Regions from separate parts of the Anser cygnoides genome. Here region 1 is linked to region 2. Evidence: chromatin contacts called from public Hi-C data. All regions are on one chromosome and are shown on one strand. The core of a region is the stretch at or near the end of the contact, and the rest is flanking DNA. Distances in the headings are between cores, read along the strand shown. Region 1 holds the start of LOC106048075 (alpha-2-macroglobulin-like protein 1). Region 2 holds the start of NECAP1 (NECAP endocytosis associated 1).

Evidence for each region. A called contact is a pair of places that touch in the nucleus more often than the background predicts.
Region 1: a Hi-C map of liver shows a contact between it and region 2, with 9 times the contacts expected there. The contact joins the promoter of LOC106048075 here to the promoter of NECAP1 in region 2. A contact is called at or near these places in 2 of 7 Hi-C or Micro-C datasets (both in liver).

What each region holds. Positions count from the first base shown.
Region 1 is chr1:104,730,280-104,736,420 of Taihu_goose_T2T_genome, reverse strand. LOC106048075 (alpha-2-macroglobulin-like protein 1) reads left to right here and starts at 3,276. Exons shown (of 36, transcript XM_013199859.3): 1 at 3,276-3,489; 2 at 5,267-5,453; 3 at 5,783-5,945. The coding sequence starts at 3,419. It overlaps LOC106048076 (alpha-2-macroglobulin-like protein 1), which reads right to left and starts at 949. Exons shown (of 37, transcript XM_067005594.1): 1 at 801-949; 2 at 1-154. The coding sequence starts at 868.
Region 2 is chr1:104,349,622-104,355,286 of Taihu_goose_T2T_genome, reverse strand. It overlaps NECAP1 (NECAP endocytosis associated 1), which reads left to right and starts at 3,843. Exons shown (of 8, transcript XM_013199889.3): 1 at 3,843-4,028; 2 at 5,490-5,590. The coding sequence starts at 3,931. It overlaps LOC125180824 (a long non-coding RNA gene), which reads right to left and starts at 3,759. Exons shown (of 4, transcript XR_007159729.2): 1 at 3,244-3,759; 2 at 2,447-2,590; 3 at 1,070-1,837; 4 at 121-289.

The DNA.
Region 1 (6,141 bases), core at 2,027-4,526, 380 kb before region 2:
CTTCTCCACGTCCTGTTCCACCAGCGTGCGATTCTCGGTTTCCACCTCCAGGGTGACAGCCAGGTGAACAGCCTCAGTCAGGGAGCTGAGGTGAATGCAGAGCTTCTCCTCTTGGGAATGGCGAATGACAGCAGGGAACACCACCATGTAGTGACTAGAAGAGAGCAGATGTTCAGAAACAATTCAGAGGCTGAGGTGGACAGGCCAGAATAAATCTCTGCTGCTTTCATGAAGAGGCACACCAAAGGTCAGAAATGTCTAAAGAGGCCTACAGGGAAGGAACTGTGGTGCAGCTCCCTTTCCATGCCAGAAAGAAGCAACATGCCCAGCATGGAACCAGATGGCTCCTGGTATGTGTCTTGTCACCACCAGCCAGGACACAGCTGCCCCAGCAGCAAGTACACAAGAACAGAAAGTTTAGGTGAGGAATGAAGCTGAAAACTCAGTGAGCGAGGCATAAGGCTTCAGGCCTCACAGCAAATTTCATCCTCACACCAAATTGCATCCTCACAAGCACAGGATGAATGAAGGCAAAATTGTGGCTTCTGTAGCTTTTCAGTGTGTACAGTGCACTGCTAGTGCGGTGCCTGCACTAGCATATACCAGGGGCTTCACCTGCAGTAGTGCTTGACACCCCGAGCTCCAAATTAACTCAGAAGGAATTGCTTCTGCTCAGCCTCCCTAATAACAAGATTCCCTGCATGCAGCTCTGTGATGCTAAACCGTGCAGCACCTCAGCACCACACCCTTCAATGACAGTCCTTTCCACCAAGCCCCCCAAAACCAAAAGATAATCTCACGGTTCCAGGCTTGCTTCAGCTGCAACTGGGAATAGGTTCAGGGCTAAAAGGAGCACTGGTGCTCCCATTGCTTGGGCTGGGAAAGACAGCTGTCAAGATCCGCACAGGAGGAGAGAGTAGCCTGTATTGATGGGCTGGAACAATCCTAAATACACCCCTCAGATGTTCCTAAGGCCAAAGTGTGGGGGAAGTTTATATATGGAGATTATATCTCTTCCAGGCTAATGACACTAGCTAATATTTACTTACTTCCACCAATGGCAGAGTAAAGACCACACAGCACAGTTCTCCACCCATGTCTAAGCTCAGATGGCATTCCAGGTGGTGGGATGTCAGAGCACTGTGGGGGACATGTGGAGTGGGTGACCTCTAACCCAAACTCAAAGGGACTTAGCAGAAAAGCTCACCTCAGTTTTGGCTGGTCTGGATTCTGGCTGTAGCATCCTACGGGAGACAAAGCAGCTATTATCCTTAGCTTGTGAAAAAGGATCCTCAACTCTCTGACTGTGCTTTATTAGTGATCTTCCCCTCATCCAGTTTTTCATCACTGCTTGAATTCAAAACCTTTCAATTAATTTCCTCCCCACCTCAAAAAAAAAAAAAAAAAAAAAAAAAAAAAAAAAAAGCAGAGACCACATGGAAGCAAAGTGAGAAAGAAAACAACTCTTTTCTGCTTCCCATCAACAAGCAATGTTCGGCCACATCCTGGGAAGCAGGGCCTCAATATGTGTAGAAGTTGTTCAGGAGGACAGACGTCTTCATAACGAGAGCCCCCCCCTGCTCCTTCCCCTTTCCCACCATTTACTGCTGAGTGCTGTGTGACACCACATGGTATGAAATATCCCTTGGGTCGGTTTAGGTCAGCCGCCCTGGTGATGTCCCCTCCCCACCTCTTGCCAACCCCCAGCCTACTGGCTCTGGGGAGCTTTGGAGACAGTTTTGATGCTGTGCCAGCACTGCTCAGCAATACACAAAGCACTGGTGTGCTACCAATGCTGTTCTAGCTACAAGTTGTGATTCTGTGAAGTGCAGAGCGCAGCACTGTATGGGCTGCCGCAGGGAAAGTTAACTCCATCCCAGCCAGATCCAGTTCACAGCTTCATCCAACCATAAGGTATTTCTACAGTGACACCACCACCAATCTCCTTCAGACTCCTATCAGGTACTGCAAACTTTTATTTCCTTTTTCTGGATGGCAGCAGTGGCAGCTGAAGCGAGCAGGGCTTGGACCTATTTGCCTTCTAGGTACAACCTTATTTGAAGGTGGTTGTCCTCATCTTGCTTTGGCCACAGCTGTTGTTTTGCAGATCATAACCAAAGGTACACAATACAGAATGAATTTGCCGTCTGCCCACTCTTTGATCCCAGCTGAAGCAATCCCCTGGATTTACTTTGGCATGGAGTCTGTGCATGTGTATCCACTCTCTGAGCTCACAGAGCAATGTAACTGCAATGTGCACCTTTCACCTAGCACAGACATTCAAATAATCTGCAGGTTTGAAGCACTGTATGTCACTGATCTGGGAATACATTTGATTCTCTGAAATCAACAGGGTTTTGACTTCAAGCCTAAATTAGCCAGACAAAAAACAGAATTCTATCTGATTTCAGAAACATTCCCCATGGCTCTGCATCTCCGAATAGTCACCAAGTTAGCTGCCTCAGAATTTAAATGGAAACAGAAAGACAACTAAAAGATAATAAAGTGTTAAAGTTCTTCCCTTCTTCCAGGGAGAAGTTAGAGGCACTACAAGAGCTGTATGTGGAGCCCTGGATTGGCCTGGCCAGAGGCTGCAGGGCAGGAATTAAGTTTCAATACAAAATGAATAGTACATAAAGAAGTTCTACAGAAGAAATTCAAACCTAAAACAAAATTCAACTGACATCAAAAAAAAAAAAAACAAATTTGCCCAAGAATGTTTCCAATGTTTCCAGGAATGTTTCCAAGAATGTTTCCAATTTCCATTTGAATATGAGGGGTCACTTCTTTACTGTGAGGGTGACGGAGCACTGGAACAGGTTGCCCATAGAGGCTGTGGAGTCTCCTTCTCTGGAGATATTCAAACCCCACCTGGATGCTGCCCTGCGCAATGTGCTCTAGGTGATCCTGGTCGGCAGGGGGGTTGGACTAGATGATCTTCAGAGGTCCCTTCCATCCTCGGCCATTCTGTGATTCTGTGACTCTATAATGAAATCCCACTAAAGACACCTTTGTAAAAATTAAACCCCCATACCAAATCAAGTATCTGAGCATTCCTGCTGTCATCAGCTATGCTGCATAAGATAAGGCAGAGAAACACATCTCCCAGAGAAATATCAACAAGGCTTACAAAGCCTTGGGGCAAGTGCCTTTGGTGCCTCGGCAATAAACATTGTCTCCACCCCTTCCACCCGCCCACATCCCAGCCCCAGCCATGCACAGCATGATTTCCACCTTCTTGGTTTCGAAGCCAAGACAGGCTTTCGAAAGAGACAGGCACCCTGTCAGAGCAAGAGCTGCATAGTCCTTCATCTCTGGATGAGGGGCAGAGGGAAGAAAGAAAGCAGCAGAAACAGGGGCAAAACGGGGCAGAGGAGAGGCTCATCTTCCCGTGGAGGGATTCAACCTGCATTCAGCTATGTGGAGCATCGCTCTCCTGTGGGGCAGCATCCTTCTCCTGCCTAGCGCGGTTGGAACATCTGCAGTGATGTAAGAACCTTAGCTGCTTCGCATACGCGCCTTGGTCTGGGGGGAGCTCTTGGGGGGTGGCAGTGTTTCCAAAGAGGACAGAAGGAGTTTCTCATTTTTCATACGCTCAAGGTTTTACCTGGTCTTCATGCACCCTCCCCACCACGTTACTCCTACTACTTGGCTCTCGCTCTGGTGCCTATGGTGTAGACCAGGTATTTCTGCAAGGACCCAGGTCATACCAAACCTGACAGCTTTCTGCATGTGTTTAATTCTGACCTGCCAACATCTCATGCGTCCTACTGTGTTCCGGGCTTTGCTTTTCTCCCCAGAGTCAGAAGTTGCCATTTAAACCTTTAGTAGACAAAGCTGGGTGCCTTTACAAACTGGGCAAATGTGAGTCCAAGGTATCTAATACGCATTATCTTTGTACAGCAGTGTGTTGATTCTGCCTTAGCTGGCCGTGTGCTCCCTACGGTAGATGTAACAGTATGAAATATGTCACTGGGTCTTAGCTGAGTTTTCTCAAGCCACGTGTGGTGGGAATGCACAAGCTTAGTTTTAAAAGCCCGTTCTAGTGGGAGTACAGCCTTGGACATACTCTATAGGCTGATACAGCTTCCAATCAAATACGTCTTTACTGCTGCTTGTTTCCTACTGCTGCCTTCAGCATGAAGCTTTCCTTGATGGTAATACTGCTGGTTTCAGCAGGCAGGCTGCTGTCACACCTGTATGTCAATATTTTTTGTAGCTTCATCAGAAGGTAATCTAGCCTGGCTCTAGGGATCCTGGAAAAACAGCCTCAGAGAGGCTGTGTGGTACTTTTATAGCTCAGAAGGAAAGGACATGGGAAGAATCAGCAGAGATGTGTGAGAAAATGTTCTAGAGTAGAGAGTGCACCGAGGGACCATTAGGAGCAAATGAGGTTTGGGAAGTTCAAGAAGTAAGCTTTTAGTGCACATCGCATCCTTTGGCACAGTGGCAGGCAGGAGGTGCTATGAGTCGTCCTAAGAAGGAAAATCAAAATGTTGGCACCTGTTATCATCTCCCCTAATAATAGCAGCAGACAGGCTGCTCAAGGCAGCTTGACAGCACTTGATTGTGAAAGCATTTACGGCTCCTGGCCAACAGGACTTTGACTCTCTCTTGCTATGGTTATGAGCTCCAGCTGAGAACTGCCAGCAGTTCACGTCTGTGAACGTCACCATATCCCTGCTGGTCTGATCTTTCAAGGCCTTGCACTCCTGTTGCTGCAAAAGGTGCTGATACCTAACTCAGTCTAGGGGCAGTAAGCAGTAGTAAGTTTTCAGACCTCCTTGAATGTTGGCGTTTCTTTGGTCCTAACTGCTGCAGTGCCATTTAAGGTGAAATAAAACAATATGGTCAGCTTGTTGGTGTTACCCATGGGCACAGCTATGATAGCAGCCACAGATGTGTGAGATCTGGAATGAGAATGAGGGCGGGTGTGTGAGGGGCTGAAGAAAATGTGTTTATGAGATGTGTCTGGGACATGAGGTCAGTACACTGGGTCTCATACAACAAATGGCATTGGTTTTGGAAGCAGCGACTGTCTCTTTCTGTAAGTGTATGCAGCATGTACTGTAGCCTCGGTGGTAATGCCTACATTACCAATAGATGAGGACAGTGTGATCTTGTCCCACCGGGATCTTGACAGTGGAATGAAGCAACCAGAAGTCTTACTAAGAAGTACCCAAATCCCACAGTCAAAACCCATCCCATCAGAAAATCAATTTCATCTGAGTTATTTATTTATCTATTTATTTTTTTATTTTTAAAGAAATTATGCTGTGGCAATACCATCTCAGCTCTACCACCCCTTCTCAGAGACAGTGTGCCTCCAGCTCAGCAGAAAGCAAGCAGTCCCAATCCATGTGACAGTATCGTTGCAAAGCAAAGCTGGGAATAAGACTCTGATCACGCAGACCATCTCTCAGCTCATCTTCTTCCATTGCACAAACTTCCAGGTGAGGAGGATATTTTCAAGGATTGTGAGCAGGGTGGCTATTTCATGAATTCTGCTTTAGCTGGACTGGAAAGACAGTTAACTGTGTCATCCCATGGTCCTCTCTTAATCAGGCTGTGGATCTTCTCCTTCAGCCTATACAGGTTCTTCCTGCTGTTGAGCCCCACTCATATTTTACTCTTCTAGAAAACATTCTGAAAAGTACTGTGATATCTTTCAGGGCAAGAAGAACTGGAGCAATAAAAAATCAGTATAAAAATCATTATTGCGGAAGACTGGGGATCCACGAATGAGATTCAGCTTCAGTTATGTTTACAATTATGCCTGCAGGTCCCTCCCCCTGTTGGACAGCCAGAGGAAGTAGCTTTTGTTGAGATCAAGGTCTTGGGAGCCAATTCAGAGTTTGAGAAGAAACAGAAAGTCCTAATCAAGCATGCAGAGAAGAAGACTTTAATCCAGACAGACAAACCTGTGTACAAACCCGGTCAGATTGGTATGGTTATAACGCCTTGTGTTGTGAGAGGAAGAGGCAGTCCTCAGGCCACAAATACAGGGTAGCCTCCAGTTCCTGGCGTGGGGCCTGCACCGCCTCCATCACCCTTCGAGGCTGTTCCTGCTTTGAGGGATTTGGGGATACCTCTGCCACGTGTCGGCATGGCATGTTTTTAGCATTACTAGTCATACTCGGA
Region 2 (5,665 bases), core at 2,594-5,093:
AATTTGTGATGATTTGCCCTTAGAGAAGCCATGTTGTCTGTCACCAGGTACCTCTCTGCACTTCTAAAAATGTGGTATTTCCAAGTGCTTCCCTCATGCCAGGTTGTCTCCAAAACATTTTAGCAAGAACTACGAATTCCACTTTTATTTTTTTTACTACTTCTTGTGCAGTTCACCAAAGCTTTGCAACTTCTCTTGACTCCCCAGTTGTTTCTGCGCAGGTGGAGTCACTAGGTAACTATCATCTTTCAGACTCTGAATGCTCCTTGTATGTGGCAAACTCTTCTTCCTAAACAAACAAACAAAAACTGTTCAAAAATTTCCCTATAAAGCTTATCTATAACTAATGCAACTATTTCTCTATAAAGCATATGGCAGTGCTTTGGTGACCAGTCTTTGCACTGCGCTTGTTTTCACTGTCACAAGTGCATAGTTAGTTTCATAGGGTCTCCCCAGTGATACCACATATCTGCAAGGTTGTCCTGCTGTAGTATTTCTGAGACTTGCCTCTTCAGAAAATCCCATGTATGGTCCCAACATATCTTGTACATTTCTAGGTAAGTTTAGGTAAGCACAAGACATTTGGACATCAAGCAGGGAACAAAGGATGGCAAAACCGGTATGTACGTAACTGGATCATACATAACTAAAAAGTAGCTCTTCGCAATAAAGTGTTCTCAGGACTGGGTGAGTGTTCAGGTCAAATGTTTTGCCAGTGCATTTTCAGTGAAGGAAGTACCATTTGAAATAGTATTTGGACTGTTTTGTAAAAATGCTTGTCTCAGCATTAACCTTTAAACAGTCTAGTGAGTCATTTTGTGAGACTGGTTTCCTTCCTGTACACAGAAGGATGATTCCAAATGTTGTGTCCATCCACAGAGACAGGCTTCATGGGCATTCCTAGACAATGCCATATATATATATGTGTATTTCTTAAATAAGCAAAGCAAAGCAAAACAAAAAGCAAAAGCAGAAATGATTCTTCTCCATGTTTTATTATCAGGCTACTCATACATTGGTATGCACTAGATATTTTATCTTACTTGTGTAGGACTTTGTATTTGCTCACCTCATATGATTGAGCTCCAGCCAAGACTTTTGCTGTTCTTTGGTTCTCATTCATTAACAATTTCTGTGGGAAGCCTATAGCTTCCATTTCTTTCACAGTCAGACTTTAAATAAGCTCTCCTTCAAGATTTCATCCTTACTGCTTAATCCTGTAAAAACAAAACAAACCCTCAAGCTATTATTGGCAATGCTTTATTTTTTCTTGGCCCAAGGACACTTGTTTGAAAAACTAACAAACCAAACAGAAGACTTATGCTTCCTGTTGGATAACTTTCAATAGAATCAAATGGGGGAGACACATTCCCGGTGTCCTGGTGCTCCCTGTGCACCTTTCCTCACGTGCTTACAAAAGTTGGCCCTTTGCCACTCTCTTGTTTAAATGCTCTCTTACAAGAGTTGTAAGAGGATTGTGGCACATGACAACACAATAAGGAGGCGGGTGACATTTAATGTTGGTAATTGTGAATTACTGAATTGGGAAAGCAAACACAACTATACATAGAGTGGTGTAATCTAGGTAAGTTACCACTTAAAGAAGAAACATAGCAGTTGCTGTAGAAAATTCTATTAAAAACCATGTCAAGATGCTACGGTATTCAAAAGGTAAATACAGCAGGAAGTATTCAGCTGCATCTTGAATACTGGCTGTTGTGGTGGTCCTCTATCTTAAAAACAATTATAGTAGCAGAAATTATGTAGACAACCGGACAGTCACGGCTCAGAATAGTTTCTTCTGGTGGACAAGCTCAACCGATGAGAACGTTTCGCCCTGTGAAAAAAAGACATCTAAGTGGCAGTATGAGGGATATGAGGGGAATAGTTTTATGTAATAGTTTTATGTAAATTTTAACAGTACATTAACTAGGAGATATCAAATGAAATGATCAGATAGAAGTTTGAAAACAAAACTAAAAAGCAAACAACCCAACACTTTTCCACATTTTGCATGATTAGATTCATGGCTTAAAGGATGATTATTGGTAACCAAAAGTATGAACAGGTTTAAAAAAGCAATTAGATGAATCCAGAGGAGGAAAGTCTATAAAATATTGCTAATTAATGCACACCCAACTTCTGGCCCACTAAGCCCTTACATTACAGCTTGCCAGTCTAGTATACTAGGAAACTGTAATTCTGTATTGTTTACTGTCTTTAAACAGCTCTGCTCTATTCTTCTCCAAGGTTTGCCTCTCATCAACCTCTTTGCCTTCAATCTGGCAGTCTGACAAGCAATACAACACTGGCATACTGTAAGTAGGGAGGCACAGCTTTCTTTTGCATTGTGGCATGTCTGCATTAAGTATAGACTCCATATATTCCCACATTTTCTTGTGCAGGTTGTACAAAAGTGTTCAAACCTCTATTCCCAAGCAGGTACCTGTCTGTCATTGTGTGCAGCCTGGCAGGGCAAGGCCTTTCTTCACCCACACAGCAGGGTATGGACCTCTGATCCCCGGGCATCAACATCTGCCACAAAGCAATGTGTCAGCCTCTCCCTTCTACTTCAGAGAAACAGAACAAGCTGGAAGAGGCGAAGGGAAAACAGAAGTTGCACATTTGCATAATTCTATCATGATTCAGGTACTTAGCTCACACCAGTCATGCATCGTTCCTGTGTATCTATTCATATAGCTGTCCTTTTTTTTTTTTTTAAAGCTAGGCCAGTTACATTGACATATGCTAGTTAAATTACAAGTATGCTATTTCATTGGTCTTAATGACCCAAGACTGTTCCTGTTGTTGACTTCAAAACAGTTTCACTTACCAGATCTATGGAATCAGCAACACAATCCCCCTTTCCGAGTTTCGTTTTTTTTTTTGCACTGGGCACTGTCAGAGATGCAATGCTGGGCTAGTTGGGTGTTTGGCATGATGCAAGGACAGTTTCTTTGACTGCTACCACCCTGTTCCTCCTACAAACCTCCAGATGCAGTTTCAGCTCTCACTGCATTAACTCTTGTTTCGTACCAGAAAAAAATAAATATATACATATTCCTCAAACTCAGTGCTGTTTCATTTATTTGTTCTTATAGTCTCAGCAATAAATTGTACTCACTGTCTTGCATAGATAGCTTAAATTACTTCCTGGCGCAATTAGCCCATGCCACGTCTGTCTCTGGCTGTGGGGACAAAGATAACTTTGTTTATAAACTTTTCTTACACCTTTTCTCGTACCTTTTCTACCAGTTTTCAGAGTGAACATTTAGGATTGTTAGAGACTCAGTTCACAGGCCACTGCACAGCAGAAGACTTCAACACCAACCTTCACCGGGGAGTATGTGACTATTAAACAACGGGAGTTTACACACTATTAGTCCTTATCAAAAAAAAAATGTGAAGGGGAGAACAGCGGGATCTGCTTCAGCACGCCCCGACCCAGGGCTTCCCAGCACCCGCCGTGTCACGGTGATCCCGGTGCCGACAAGCCGCCACCCCCCTTGGTGGCGCTGCCTGCCCGCGGCCCCCCGCCCCACGGGAGGCCTCAGCCCCGCGGTACCGCAGCCAGCACCGAGGCCAGCGCCCCGGCGGCCAAACGGGAGCTCGCACACAGGATGGCGCCCGGCGCGGCTTCGTCAGCCCGCACCAAACATGGCCGCCCCGTCAGGCAGGGGGGGAAGCGGGCTGCCAGGAGCCAAGATGGCGCCGGCCGCGCTTGCTTTGTCAGGACCGGTTCCAAGATGGCGGCCGGGCGCAGCAAGATGCCTTCCTCGGCGCCGTCGCCGCCGCGGCCCGATCCCAACGTAGGCGTAGCGGCGCCCCCAGGCGGGGCCTGCCCGCATCAAAGATGGCGGTCGGAAGTGCCGCTTGTTCCTAGGCTCCCACCCTTCGCTCCGCGCCGGGGTGCCGGGGTTCGCGTCCGAGATGGCGGCGGCCGAGCTGGAGTACGAGTCCGTCCTCTGCGTGAAGCCCGATGTCAACGTGTACCGCATCCCGCCGCGCACCTCCAACCGCGGATACAGGTGCCGGGGCCGGGCCGGGGGCCCGTGCTTGCTGCGGGGCTGTGCGCGGTCCCCGCTCCGCCTGGGGCGGCCGAGCCTCTCTCGCCTGGCCTCGGCGCTGCCCGCTTCAGCGGGGCGGGGAGGAGGAGGAGGAGGAGGAGGAGGAGGAGGAGGATGAGGATGAGGCGGCGGAGGCCTTGCCGGGGGTCGGTGGTCGACTTTCACATGAGCGACCGGTCAGCTGGCACGGTCAATTCTGCGTGGACGAGCAGGGGCTTGGGATGCAGGTGCTCGTGGTGCCTGCTGAGCCGCACTCTGGCTTTAGGCAGGTCAGGTGGACTTCCTGAGGCCTTAGCACCTCTGCCTCCGCTGGCCCCAGCCGCAGATGACATGCTGAATGTTTCTAATAAATTTGAATAGTCTTTTGTATGCTGTCTGTGCCTTAGACCAGAAGTATTCCCTCCTATACTGCGGAGGACGGGGGATTGCCTAGCTAGTCGTACGCAGGACATGAGAGCACGTAAGTGACTTCCAGTGCTTTTTCCAGGCAGAGCCAACATCTGCTCTCAATTTGCCAGGTTCCCAGTATCGGACACGAGTCCAATCTGCTGTAACCAAATGTTGAATTTGGTCTGTTGGCTGTTGCAGTAGCTGGGAGGAAGGCAAAAGAGCTTCATTATGATTGTTATGAAAATATTTCAGGTCTAGGAGTTAGAAATACCTTCTCTGTCTTTAGCCAAAACCAGTGGCATGTCACTGTGAGCTGCTCCTGCAGACTTGCTGGAGAAATTGGTTTGTACTCTGAAGCTCTAGGGTGTATTGCTGGTACTTGCCGGGCTTGGTGATCTACTGCTGGTGTGGATGCTGTACCTGGCCACAGATGCTTATTTCCATTTGCAGACTCCTGTAGGTTGATGTTTTTTCTGTTTTTTTTTTTTTTTTTCTGTTTTTTTTTTTTTTAATTATTATTTTTTTCTTTCATTCTGCAACAGTCTGTTTGATGGGGCAGCCAAGATGGTTGCATGTATGATGTTTTACCTAGTATAAACTAGCTGCCTCTAGATGTACAGGTACTTGATACTGTTTTTACAACAGTAGGATAAAGTAATGGAGTGACTTTTCAGTATGTTTCAGAAAATTAATGAATTTTCCTGATGATTTTAAGTTGCTTTTTGTGTTTACAGTTCCAAGTGAGTTCTTGGGTTTCAGTCTCCCCTATTCTGCAATATTATAAAGGAAAACACAGAGTTGATGTTCTCTGGATAGTATCTATTTCCCTTTATGCAGCAGAAAGGTAGGCTGCTCAGAGCTATGCATGTAGATTGGCAGCAACAGAGGAGCTGAGACCTTATATATTGTTAGAGAAGAGAAGGGGAATAAGGCAGCTGCGTGCATTGAAGGTTTGGGAGCAGAGACTTTAGCTGGATGGGCAGAAGTGGAAGGGTTGAAGTACGGTCAGTGAACAGTTGCTTTTCTTTTCAGGGCATCTGACTGGAAACTGGACCATCCGGACTGGACAGGGCGACTTCGTGTCACCTCCAAAGGCAAAACTGCATATATAAAACTAGAAGATAAGGTTTCAGGTAAGGGAAGGGATGTGGTTTGGCAAGACCGTAACTGTGGTTGCTAGTTATGAATCTGTGATTCTAAGCCTGCTC